3 separate regions of the Mus musculus genome follow, and regions 1 and 2 are each linked to region 3. Evidence: chromatin contacts called from public ChIA-PET and HiChIP or PLAC-seq data. All regions are on one chromosome and are shown on one strand. Each heading gives the region's core, a stretch centred on a gene start, on an enhancer-like site or on the middle of the called end of the contact. The rest is flanking DNA. Distances are from core to core; before and after follow the strand shown. Region 1 overlaps Gm34419 (a long non-coding RNA gene). Region 2 holds the start of Dusp4 (dual specificity phosphatase 4). Region 3 holds the start of Tnks (tankyrase, TRF1-interacting ankyrin-related ADP-ribose polymerase).

What was found. ChIA-PET counts read pairs in DNA pulled down with a chosen protein or histone mark. HiChIP or PLAC-seq counts read pairs in DNA pulled down with a chosen protein or histone mark.
Region 1: a contact with region 3 is called in an H3K27ac HiChIP or PLAC-seq map of extraembryonic endoderm stem cells. The contact joins the enhancer-like site here to the promoter of Tnks in region 3. A contact is called at or near these places in 2 of 484 Hi-C or Micro-C datasets (bone marrow-derived macrophages and extraembryonic endoderm stem cells) and 10 of 115 datasets of contacts at active chromatin or transcription factors (bone marrow-derived macrophages, differentiating embryonic stem cells, embryonic forebrain and 6 more).
Region 2: an RNA polymerase II ChIA-PET map of memory CD8 T cells shows a contact between it and region 3, with 100 read pairs. The contact joins the promoter of Dusp4 here to the promoter of Tnks in region 3. A contact is called at or near these places in 7 of 484 Hi-C or Micro-C datasets (CD4 T cells, CD8 T cells, embryonic stem cells and 3 more) and 5 of 115 datasets of contacts at active chromatin or transcription factors (effector CD8 T cells, extraembryonic endoderm stem cells, memory CD8 T cells and 2 more).

What each region holds. Positions count from the first base shown.
Region 1 is chr8:35,103,293-35,107,403 of GRCm38.p6, forward strand. The region is part of intron 2 of Gm34419 (a long non-coding RNA gene); the gene reads left to right. Among named protein-coding and RNA genes, the nearest start is that of Gm34419, 10 kb to the left of the region's middle. Within about 2 kb of position 1,534, at least 12 of the 459 cell types and tissues checked have an H3K27ac peak or open chromatin away from gene starts, as enhancers often do. A contact at or near this core is called in extraembryonic endoderm stem cells, where this site is marked.
Region 2 is chr8:34,805,325-34,809,669 of GRCm38.p6, forward strand. Dusp4 (dual specificity phosphatase 4) reads left to right here and starts at 2,286. Exons shown (of 4, transcript NM_176933.4): 1 at 2,286-2,849. The coding sequence starts at 2,405.
Region 3 is chr8:34,964,401-34,968,356 of GRCm38.p6, forward strand. It overlaps Tnks (tankyrase, TRF1-interacting ankyrin-related ADP-ribose polymerase), which reads right to left and starts at 1,290. Exons shown (of 27, transcript NM_175091.3): 1 at 614-1,290. The coding sequence starts at 1,265.

The DNA.
Region 1 (4,111 bases), core at 284-2,783, 140 kb after region 3:
AAGGCATAGGGACCCTGCTTATAACGTTTCCAGATGATTCTGACCTGTGAGAATACTGGCTAGGGTACTTCTCTTGGATATGGAAGCTCTCCTCCAGTGAGCATCCTGGAAGGAGAAGGGAGTTGCCCAGGTGGCTTTGGAAAAGGCGACTGTAGGCTTACAGTGCCCCATAACTTTCCCATCTTGTTTCACTCTGTGAGAAAGCACATAGTGATCAGGAAAAAATAAAGGCAGGTCTTGCGCGAGCCCTGGCTCACCGACAAAGCAGACACCACAACAGGATCCTTCTGCACACGTTTATTGGGAGAGCTTGATTGCAGAGGGGAAGAGACCCCAAGCCCAGAACTGGTGCTGCTTATATAGGCCTAGGAGAGGCGTGTCTCACACCTGGATTGGTTGTGCTTAGGTTATGCTTACCACCTCATTTGCATGCCTACATCTGATTGGTTAACTTGTCTCTCATCTGATTAGTTAACTTGTCTCTCATCTGATTGGTTAACTTGTCTCTCATCTGATTGGTTAATTTTGGTTATTTCTCAAAACCTCATCTTAGCAAAAAAACTTTACTGCCTATGTATGCGTGGTGGCCAGCGGAAGCCAGCGCCACCCTGCAATGGCACATGTGGCTTCCCACAGGCAGGCTGTAGGCCCACCATGCTAGGGCCTCCTGGCTCTGGAGTGGTGGGGGATGGGGTGGAATGGGGTGGGAATGGGGTGGGAATGGGGGTGGGAGCCTTAGGGAGGGCTGAGGGTGGGTCTCTTGACCAAAGAATAGTCCTAAGCCCCCTTCACACACACAGCCCTAAAGAGTGTTTATAGCAGGCTCCTCCTCTAGGTGTGTTCAGATACAACACACAGTCCAGAGCCACCCCCTTGCTTAGAGACCTGAAATCTCACACCCCTGCCTTAGAAACCCCTTCCTCTTTGGCTCCACAGTAGTGTCCCCACAGTTTTCCAGAGCTTGTGTCACCACCAGTGTCTCTCCTGTTAGGAGGCAGTTTCCTGAGCTCAGTCACCTCATGAACAAGTTCCACCTTGCTGGCAGGATCAAAACTGAGTTCATGTTCCCAGGCCCCAAAGCCCAACTCCCATCCTGCTTCTTCAGATGTTTCATGCTTGTCTGTTAACCGCAGTAAAGGATGTAAAGACAGAAGATGCTGTTATCCTGTTATCTGAACTAAGGCACACAGTCCTAAATGAAGTCATAAATGTGTTACTTGCAGTGACTTAATTGACTGTGTGCAGCCTGCCCACTTCTTTGTTCTCTTATCACTCTAGATTCCTGGCCAGTGTTCAGGAGGGGACCTGGCTGCAAAAGCTGCCCTAAGGACCCTGTGACAAGGGGTCCCAGATAAGGCCTAGTCACCAATGTTAACTTCCTTGTTTAACCTGTTGTGTCAAAGTGTGATTGTCAATGCAGCAGCCCAGTCCAGCCCAGGCCCCTTGCTTTGGGTTGCCATCTGTGGTAGTTTAAATATGCTTGGCTCATGGGAAGTGGCAGCATTAGGAGGTGTGGCCTTGTTGGAGTGGGTGTGGCCTTGTTGGAGTAGGTGTGGCCTTGGAGGAAGTGCATCACTGTTGGAATGTGTTTTGAAGCTTCCTGCAGTGAGGAAGAGAAGGCCCTGTTGGCTGCCTGAAGAAGAGACAGTCCTCTTCTGGCTGCCTTTGGATAGAAATGCAGAACTGTCAGCTCGTCTAGCACCAGGCCTGCCCTCCTACGCGATGATAATGGACTGAACCTCTGAACCTGTAAGCCAGCCCCAGTGAATTGTTTGCCTTTACAAGAGTTGCCTTGGTCCTGGTGTTTCTTACAGCAATAGAACCCTAAAACAACAGCCTATAAAAATGCACAATCTCCCTTTTGAGGGCTCAGTTCAGGTCCCCAGCTGACCACCTCCCTCAGTGCTCAGAAAATAAAGCTTTCTTTTTTTTTTTTTAAGCCCCGGTGTCTGAAGTGAGTTTTCTCAGGCACCTCAAACCCTCAAACCCAGCATCTCCAAGCCTCCATCAGATACAGGGAGAGCCTTTAAAACAAAACAATTTATTTATATTGAATGGTAAATATAAAACAATCACATGCCATTAAAACATTCATCATAGGGGTGGTGTCAGGTCTTTTAACTACCCTTTACTATTTTAAGAGTTTTTTTTTTTCCTGGAAGAAAGGCCTTTTAATAATTTTAGGTAATTTTCTGACATTTTCCCTGCATATTCTCTCTATAACAGATATTTTGTTGTTTCTTTTCCTTTTTTGGAGTTAGGGTCTTACCCAGGCTGGTCTCAAACTCATGGCAATTCCTCTGCTTCCACCTCTGTGTGCTGACGTGAGCCACCACGCTTGGCCTTTTGCTGTTTTTGGTGTTTCAGTTTCAGGCGGTGCCTATTGACCTGCTAGGTGGTAACTCTTAGCTCTTATAGCCCATTTGCTTGCCCTCGTCTTGCGACGACTCTTTCGAGACTTCTAACATTATTATCAGTGCATTAAATATGCCTCATTGCTGAGTCAACTGCTGTGATTCATTTTATATTAAGTCATCTATTGCTGCAAACTAATCTTTACCAAAAGTTAGCAACTTAAAACGATAATTAGCATTGATATCTCATGATCCACGTGTCTTAATATGTTACTTGCTTTTGCTGGGTGGTTCTGGCTTAAGGCTACTCATGAGGGTTCTGTCAGAATGTCAACCTGTAGACGTTAATTGTATTTTACTTTACCATAGTGAGATACTAGAGGCTGGATTAATTTATGAATAAAAGAGGTTTATTTCTGGAGGTCCAAGAGCCTGCTGCTAGGGTGTGCTTGTCTCTATTGTAGGCCTCATGGAAGATGATGTCATAGGGTGGGGGCACATAATGTGGGGAGATAGGCAGGACAATCACTTCAGATTCTCTTTTTTGAGTTTTCCTATTTGGCTTAAGCCACCTTGAACTTGATTTATAATAAGAGCTCAGTGTGTATGTATGTGAGTGTGCAAGTGTGTGTACATACATGGGTGTGTGTGTGTGTGTGCATGTGTACGTGCAAGTAAGTGCATGGATGTGTTGACAGAGACCATGGGTCATTGTCAGGCATCCTCTTCAATCATTTCCACACTATTATCACTTTTGTTATTGTTGTTTCTATTATTTTTTAAGATTTATTTATTTATTTTATATATGTGAATACACTGTAGTTGTCTTCAGAAAGGGCATTGGATCCCGAGACAAATGGTTGAGGGCAATCATGTGGTTGCTGGGAATTGAACTCAGAACCTCTGAAAGAGTAGTCAGTGCTCTGAACTGCTGAGCCATCTCTCCAGCCCTATCACTATTATTTGGAGACAGTGTATCTCACTAATTTGGCTAGACTGGCTGTCCAGGCTGTCCCCTGCTTCTACCTCCCCAGGGCTGGGATGTTTATGAACATCCCCCGGTCGGTGCACCTGGCTTGCCCGTGGGTGTTGGGGCTGGAGCTCAGGACCTCATGCTTCTAAGCTTCCAGTCCAAGCTCACTCATTTATCAAGACTTATCCTTGGGAGAACCAACTCACGAGAGCTACCTGAATAACTTCTTACGGTCTTCTATGATGTGGGTGCATCTGCCTCCTCACACCACTGCTCTGGAGATCAAGTGTCTAACGCCCTGTGGGACAAACCACACTGAGAGGTTGCTGTCTTTCCTGTACATATTCACTCACCAACTTCTGAAGACGTCCACAAAGCTCTTGCCATGTAGAATCAGCACAAAGGTTACAAGTTGACTGCTGTCTTTGTCAGGGTTTCTATTCCTGCGCAAAACATCAAGATCAAAAAGCAAACTGAGGAGGAAAGGGTTTATTCAGCTTACACTTCCACACTGCTGGTCATCACCAAAGGAAGTCAGGACTGGAACTCAAGCAGGGCAGGAAGCAGGAGCTGATGCAGAGGCCATGGAGGGATGCTCTTTACTGGCTGCCTCCCCTGGCTTGCTCAGCCTGCTCTCTTATAGAACCCAGGACTACCAGTCCAGGGATGGCACCACCCACAAGGGGCCCTCCCCCACTTGATCACTAATTGAGAAAATGCCTTACAGCTGGATCTCGTGGAGGCACTTCCTCAAGGGAGGCTCCTTTCTCTGTGATAACTCCAG
Region 2 (4,345 bases), core at 1,036-3,535, 160 kb before region 3:
TGGATATGTAGACTTCGGGGAGAGGCCCCACGAGAGTGAATCTGACCCGGGCTGTCGAGGCACGGGGGATGTCTAGCACCCATAGAGGGCCAGCAAAGGGGAAGCACTAGATGTCCTCCCAGCTCCCGAACCAAGAGAAACCACTTTGCCCTCCTCACGGGTGCAGGGAGCCCATGCGGCTCTCCCAGCCAGAAAGCCGGGTGCCGGAGACTTTGCCCCAGGCAGCCGACGTCACTCCACTGTGGTGGCTCCTTCCGGAACCCGAATTAGAGTGATCGCGCACCCCGGGCACCAAAATATAAGGTGCGTTGGGGGCTGAGGGGTCGCTAATATGCCAGCAACAAATTAATACTCATGTAATAGTTTATTTTTTTAACTGAAGAAAAATCCATAAACAAAATAAAAACTGCAGTGCCATTTTGGAACCCGAGGCAATAAAAATAAATCTCCACAGATGATTGCTTCTCAACCCCCATAGCCCACTGGACCCTGAAAGGGGTGTCAGGGCCTTCAGAGTGCAGAGAGCCGGTAGAAGGCCTTGAAATGAGAGCTGGAGGTGATCTCGGGCGAGCAGCTACGCAGAGAACAAAGCAAAGGGTAACAGTGGAGGAGGCTGAACAGGGCGGGAAGGACCCCAAGGCTTCGGCGGCCCTCGCTGCCTTAATCAGGCTTAGTCGCAACTTGAAATGGAATATTCGACCTGGCCGCCGCTACCAAACCCCGTAATTCCCTTGTTCGGTGATTAATTCTTGCTAACAAGACTTGGCAAGATCTCGGCCAAATAATTTTTTTGGCTCTCTGTAAGGTCCCCACCACATGCGCGCATAACCTCCTCTCTTGCCAAAATCGAGCCCTTGGGAAATTAAATGCTCCCCCCCCGAAAGTAAAATGGGGGGTGGCAGATGCTACGTGACCTGGAAAGAGGGATGCGGAAACTCGAATCGTCTCCTAGCTTATTACATTTGCTTTTATAAAAGGTCATTCTTCCCATGGGCACTTTTCAGCATCTTTTCCTTCGTACCAAATGTAGACCTTAACCGTCATTTCCTTAGAGGACGTTGCGTGTGAGGAGGGAAGCGAGGACTCCCACCAAAGAGGAAAACCTCCGGGTATTCCCCCCCCCCCCCCCCATGGTTAAAAAAGCAGGTTTTAGGAAGCTTGGGCCCGAGTGCCTCCCATTCTCTTGCACGGGCACAGCATTCGGCCAATTAACGCCCCCCTCTGGGTTGTAAAGTAACAAACCCCTCCACCTCTCTTTTGTTATTGGGCTTCGGCGCGAGGGCCTTCCCTTTCATCTTTCTAAATCTGCGTTGGCCCAGGTTCCGCGGGAAGCTATAAACCAGATGTAATAGCTCGGGATGGAAATCGATCACGCTAATGTATAAACTAAGTCCGGGGAATCGCATGGAAAAAAACAAAGACAAAACACAACCGGCCGGGCACGAAGAACGAGATTAAGTCCGGCGAGGAGAGGTCCCCAAGCCCTACGGGGTGGCAGCCGCACAGTGTCAGGTTTCTCGGAGCTGCAGGAGCGAGACCTCGAAGACTGGGGAGGCCGGGGGGGTGGGGGGGAGCGCAGGGGTGAAGACCTCCACACGGAGAGCCCAGGCCTCAGTAAGGCCCCGCGTCGCCACCCGCAACGATCTCTACCAGGATCGCCGCGCTCCGGGGCTGAGGAAGGACAGGGCACCGCGCCGCGGCTCCATTCACAAAGTCCCCGAGCCGCCGGCTCGCGGGCGGGTCGGAGGCTGCCTCCTTTTCTTCCTCTAGGTCTCCGTTTTATGAATGGGCCTGGCAGCCAGCACCGAGCGCCCTGTTTACTCCTCTCTTTGTGACGTCGAGTCCCCGTGACTGGGTGCGAGGGGGCCGGCGCTCCATTCACGAGCCGGGGTGGGGGCGGGGCGGGAAGCTTGCGTTGGGGGCGGGGCCTGGCGAGGTAGTAATGACTCTTCCCTCCCCCGGGAGAGCCGGCGAGCATTAATAAATCTCTAAGCCAGAGGAGGAAACTCTGGCTGGGGCAGTGCGTGCAGCTCCGGCGGTGCAGCGGTGGGGGAAACGGCGGAGCCCACGGCAGAAGCAGCCCTAGCTAGCAAAACACACCAGAGGCGACAAACCGAGAGGAGCCCTCTCTCGTAAACACACTCCCCTGCTCGATCGCTTGCCCCGGGTGCCGCGCGCCCGCCAGCTTTGGCGCCAGAGAAGGCTGGGACTGCTATGTAACGTTGAGGCTGCGGGAGGTGGAAGCAGGGGTGTTAGAGGGAGAAGAGCCTGGGGCCAAGTTTGCGGGTCACTTCTGCAGGCGCCCTCTTAGCCCTCGCCTGGTTCCTTCTTGTTAGCCTAGCTGGCTCCGGTGCCCTTGGCCTTCTCCAGCTAGCTCCCCAGCTTACTGCGTTTTGCCGGCGACATGGTGACGATGGAGGAACTGCGGGAGATGGACTGCAGCGTGCTCAAAAGGCTGATGAACCGGGATGAGAACGGCGGCGGCGGCAGCGCGGGCGGCAACGGCAGCGGCAGCCACGGCGCCTTGGGGCTGCTGAGCGGCGGCAAGTGCCTGCTGCTGGACTGCAGGCCGTTTCTGGCTCACAGCGCGGGCTACATCCGAGGCTCGGTGAACGTGCGCTGCAATACCATCGTGCGGCGGAGGGCCAAGGGCTCCGTGAGCCTGGAGCAGATCCTGCCCGCCGAGGAAGAGGTGCGTGCCCGCCTGCGCTCTGGCCTCTACTCGGCTGTCATCGTCTACGACGAGCGCAGCCCGCGCGCCGAGAGTCTCCGGGAGGACAGCACGGTGTCGCTGGTCGTGCAGGCGTTGCGCCGGAACGCGGAGCGCACGGACATCTGCCTGCTTAAAGGTAAACGTGGGTGCCCGGGAGAGCGAGGTGGGAGGGTAGGTAGTGTAAGGGACTTGGCGGCCTGAGCCCTGCTGGGCATTGGGAGGAAAGTACCCGAGTGACTACGGGGTGCTGGAGTCCCCTTCCTCGCGTGTCTTTGTGCGTGTCAGTGTGAACGGTTTTGCTGTGGTTTGGAGCCTGAGTCCCGGGGAGGCCGTGCTGGCGCGTTTCCCCAATCACCTGCAATCCGCACGCGTCTTGGAGTTTCCGTGTTTGTTTACGCGAACGGTTCTGGCCTGGATGCTGGCAGCGGTTCCTCTGCGCAGCCCAGCTTCAAGTACTGAGAACGCGCTCTTAGGTCCCACGGGGACGAGAGAGGCCTGGTTCGGTATAACCCCGGGAACCCTAGAGGGGGGTGAAGGAAGGTGAATGCTAGGGTAGGAGCTGTCTCAGGAGTTCATACACATCGGTCAATGAGGAAAGGAGAATTGGGGTGCAGACCTGGGGAGCTATCTCTTTTTTTCCCCGCTGCCTAAACTCAGAGCTTTCTTGGATGGCGGCCAACCCCCACTTGCCCCGGTCTAAGGGAGGCTGAAGTGCTGTATTTGGGGGGGTGGGGGGACACCAGGCACAACCGCGCCTGCTCCTGCTAATCCCGGGAGCAGAGAGTTACCACCTTTTGTTCACACATCATTCTCGACTCTGCCAGCGGCGCGTGCCTGGTTCGAGCGAACCCTGGCGTAGGAAATTAGGTGGCCGGAGAGAGGGTGGCTTGTCACATTGAGAAGTCAGACACCCCAAAAGGATCGCGCAGTATCTCAGACGTTGGCAAAGGGGAGGGACCGCTCGCCGCACCTGCCAGCTCGCTCGGTGTGCCGGCCACCGGTTGGGGAGCACTGTAGGGTGCGGGGTGTGTGTGTGTGTGGGGGGGTCGGGCGCCCCCTGCTGCGCTGCTCCCCTACCTCCGGCCACCGCATTCCGTGCATTCTTTCGCGCGGGTCTGGTCTTTGCTTCCAAAGCCTGGAGGTTTGTCCGACCTCCGCCTTCCAAGAGCCGCCCATTTCCCTGCCGAGGCTCTTCGCCCCGTCTTCCAGACTTTTCCTCTTAGTGTCTTGTCTTCCTTAAGGAAGGGAGGCCGGGAGCGAAACCCTTTCTCGCGTCCCCTCCGAACGGCACCCGGTGCGGGCGAGCCAGGCTGGCCGTGCGGAACAGCGGGGGGCTTTGTTCTCCGCAGTTGTTTCCTGACCATTTGACCCGTCAGCTGCTGGGGAAACGCTGCTGTTGATCTGAGGCTGAACTGCCAGGGCGATTTTTTTCTTTTCTTTTCTTTTTTTTTCTTCCTTTTCTTTCTTTTCTTTTCTTTTCTTTTTTTTTTTTTTTTGCAAGGACCGCCTGTGGCTCCTGCAGCCGAGCCCCAGTCTCTCAGCCGGCTCCCTAAAACGCTTTAGGAGCGACGGCCAGGAACACAGGTTCCGGACCTCGCGACCGGCCAGCGGTCTGAACCGGGGCCCCACGCA
Region 3 (3,956 bases), core at 40-2,539:
TCTCGCTCTCTCTCTCGCTCTCTGTCTCTCTCTGCCCCTTATCATAAGGCACACAATACCCTTATCACTACTGTCTCCGACTGGCCCGCTGTAGTCTCTCCAAACAGACAGTCGACTTCATAGAAAACGTGACGTTTCACAAACCCCATTGTCTTGCGTTGTGTATCTTAAGAATATGAGAGATTCTTAAAACACTTGTTGAGTTACCGTACACTTCTTTTGGCCCGGGACTGTCTGTCCTCCGGGGACAAAACCGTGCCGAAAACAAAAACAAAAACAAAACTGTCTCACGAACGACAAAGCTGTCCCTAAAGCGACTCAAATGCAACTTGTCCCAGGCAGGCACACTCTGAACTGAAAAAGTTTTAAGCATGCCCACATCCAGGGTTGACCGCTACACAGAGTTTGCATAAGTTGAAGTACCACGGTTGCAAACACTGAGGGGTGAATTCACACCTCGTCCCCGCTTCCAAGTCCCCACCACCCATGCACTAAAAACTTCAGCTCTCGGGGTGAAGTCCTGCTAACAACCTGTAACTTCTTTGTCCTGGGTCCAATCACCCACCCTCCGCTCCGAACCCCGTAAACCACAATTCTCAAGTCCCAGACAGACCTGCTGCGAAGTGCAGGGGAGAAGACTTTCGGCCGGCCATGTCCTTGGCATTCACGTTCGCGGCGTCCACCAACCTCTTCACCCGGGACACGTCCCCATTCCGACAGGCCTCGAGCAGCTCCCGCAGGGCCCCACTCACGGCTGGGACCCCCGGGCCGAGGCCCGCCGCCCCGGCTCCCAAAGTTGCCGTGGAGCCAACTCCGGCCGCCTCGGGACTCTCCGCTAAGCTCGAGCCAGGGGAGGACGGGGAGGAAGACGAAGACGAAGTCGGGGAAGAAGCGGACGACGCGGAGTTGTTCCCGCCGCCGCCGCCGCCGCCGGCTGGGGTGGGAGCGACCCCGACGGCGGCGGAAGCTGCCGGGACCGCGGCCGGAGCAGCCACGGTGCAGACGGCGCCGTCCACCGGGTCGGGAGATCGCGGCCTGTCGGGCGGGTCCCGGCTGCCATCCCCCTCCGGCAGCGCCAGGCCGTGCCGCGGGGAGGCGAAGGGCGCCAGGCCGCCGGCCGTAGGCGAGGCAGGGGTGGGTCCCGGGGCCAAGCCCGGGCTGAGCGGCGGGGGAGGTGGCGGTGGCGGAGCCGAAGCCCCTGGGGCGGGCTGGAGCTGTTGCTGATGATGGTGGTGATGATGCTGAGAGCGACGCGACGCCGCCATCTTCCCACTCCCCCGTACTGTCACTGCGGCAACGGCGCCACCGCCCGCCCTCACTTCCGGATTCTGGACCAATCGGGATCCAACATACCCGGAAATGATTCCTGCCGAAGTGGGTGGAGTCCGAGAGAAGAAGGGAAGTATTGGAAGCTCAGAGAACAACCAGCCTGGGGGCGTGGCTTAGTAGTGGAGCGACGGGCTTTTGTGACGCCCTGGCGGGCTGGCTGGGCAGATTTGAAAGTTGTGGTGAGCCACTACCTGTCTGAGAAACTTCTGCCTTCCTTCACTTTCTGCGGGATTGCTTCGGTCGGCTTCAGTCTTCCCTCGGGTACCCGTCAGTCTGCGGTGTCTCCCTTCAGAAGAAGCTATTAAAGTGTAACTTATGCAAACATCTACCAAACGTCCTCGTCCGAAAATGGAATTAATAGTACCCACCTCACAAAGTTGTTTGCAGGAATGAAGTGAGCTAATGCATACAAACGCTCTGAAGAATAATTATAATTAGCACATTGGGAATATTTTTAAATGCAGTGTTAGATATCTCTCCACCTTACTGTCTCTTTGTACTGTCTCTTACGTCTCATTCTGACACGGGACAGGAGGGAAGGATAAGGGAACTTTATTCTCTAAGAGCATTTGTACTTAATACCGGAGAAAGGAATCCATGCACATACACACTGTCAATAGCTCAGTGTTGGGGTCTGAGAGTCGGATTATTGAATTTATACCCTAATACTGATTAGATCATGGACATAGCTCAGAATTATCTGAACTACATTATCTTTTTCTGTCAGCTTATAAAGGAAAACACACACACACAAACGACAATGAGATCTTTCTCAGGTGCAGGAAGTTCTGCCAGGTGATCAGGTCTGATTTAAGCCATTTTTGACATAACAGTTCATAATGACCTTTAATTTGATGGGCCCTATGTAAAGCTTTGTGGAATTCCTTAAGATTAACAAACCTCAGGACATACAGAACATAACAGGGGATGTGACCAGCATGACCCTTCTCTGAGTCAAACTATTTTTCTATGTCAAAGGCTGGTAGGCATATTACAGCAACAATATGAAATAGCTGGCAAGCATGGAACAAAATGGCCGCAACTATGCTAGTGGGTCAGGAGGACACACCGCTTGGTTTGTCTCTTCAGAGTTAAATCTGACTAAGGATGCTCTGAGAGGCATGCAAGACTCACTGGCATTGGGAGTATGCAAACCTAACTAGACAGAGAATAAGAAGGGACAGGAATGAGCAATGGGGGAGCGGGGTGGGGGAGGGGGAGCACCAGACGAGAATCTCGGAGACTGAGCAGACCACATGACATGAGAGACGTGGCCGTACTCTGGAATGACTGACTTCTTTCTTCTGCTTTGCTAGCGCAGAGACAACAGGTAAAGCAAGTCTCTAAAATGTTAATCCTGTCCTCTCAGATTACAGACACTTTGAAAAGAGCAGTTCAAAAATCTGTCCTGTCTCTGCTCCTTGGCGTTCGTGGCAATCGGCTGCACAAACTCTCATAGTCTGGTGAGAGTTTTCCCTGTAAGTTTTCTCACTCTGTGTATTAGTCTGGGTTCTCTAGAGTCACAGAACTTATGGAATGTCTCTATATAAGGGAATTTATTGTAATGACTTACAGTCTGTAGTCCAACTAACCCAACAATGGGCAGCTGTGAATGGGAAGTCCAAGCGTCTAGTAGTTGCTCAGTCCCACAAGGTTAGCTGTTTTAGCTGGTCTTCTGTTTACACTGGACTCCCCCGAAGAAGTAGGTTCCAATGGATATGCTGGCCAGTAAGTGCAAGCATGCGAAGAAGAGTGAGTCTTCTTTCTTCTAATGTCCTTATATAGGCTTCAGCAGAAGGTATGGCCCAGATGTGTGTACCACCATGCCTGGATTTGGAGCTCACAGTCCCAAGCTGGCCTTGAAATCAGATCTCCTTGCCTCAGTCTCCTGGGATTAAAGCAACTCCTGTCTGGGCCTAAGCTTTGCATGGTCACTGTGCCTCAAGATCTGAATCAAAAGTGTGTGTCATCTCCTGTCAGAGCTTGTGCCATCCACTCTCAAGATCTGGATCACAGGTATGCCCTCCATTTCCGGATTGTAGTTCATTCCAGATGTAGTCGACAACCAGGAACAGCCATCACTCATGCTCTGTGACTTTGCTAGATTCCAATTTTAAATGATGGTTTAGATTGTTGCAATTGAAATTCAAGCTTTGTCAGTTCCCGGCTGTGTACGTGTAAGCAGGTTATTTAAGCCAACATTCTGCCAGTTTCCTTTCTGCAAGACCAACACATTTGATTAAATGTTAATATTCTAACTTCGTACTTTTATTTCTCATCTTAATTTTAACTAATTATGAATTTTTTTTCTTTTCTTTATTTTTAAGTTTGACTCTCCCCCCCCCCATCCCTCTGCACTTTCCTCTCCTGTCCCAAACTAAGATAAAAACATGATTTCAATGCACCATTAAAGTGCCATTTTCTACAGATATTTTTTTTCTCTATCCTTCCTATTACTATAGTTTTTGTGTGATATCAGAAGATGTTCCCAAGAATGGGACAATCTCAGTGAGGACTCCACTTCATACCAATTGTTGATTTCTCAAGTGGACATTGTGGAAGCAGATATTAACAGCATTATTCCAATAGAGCCGACACATGGAGAGTCTTTAAGCAAAACAATGTGC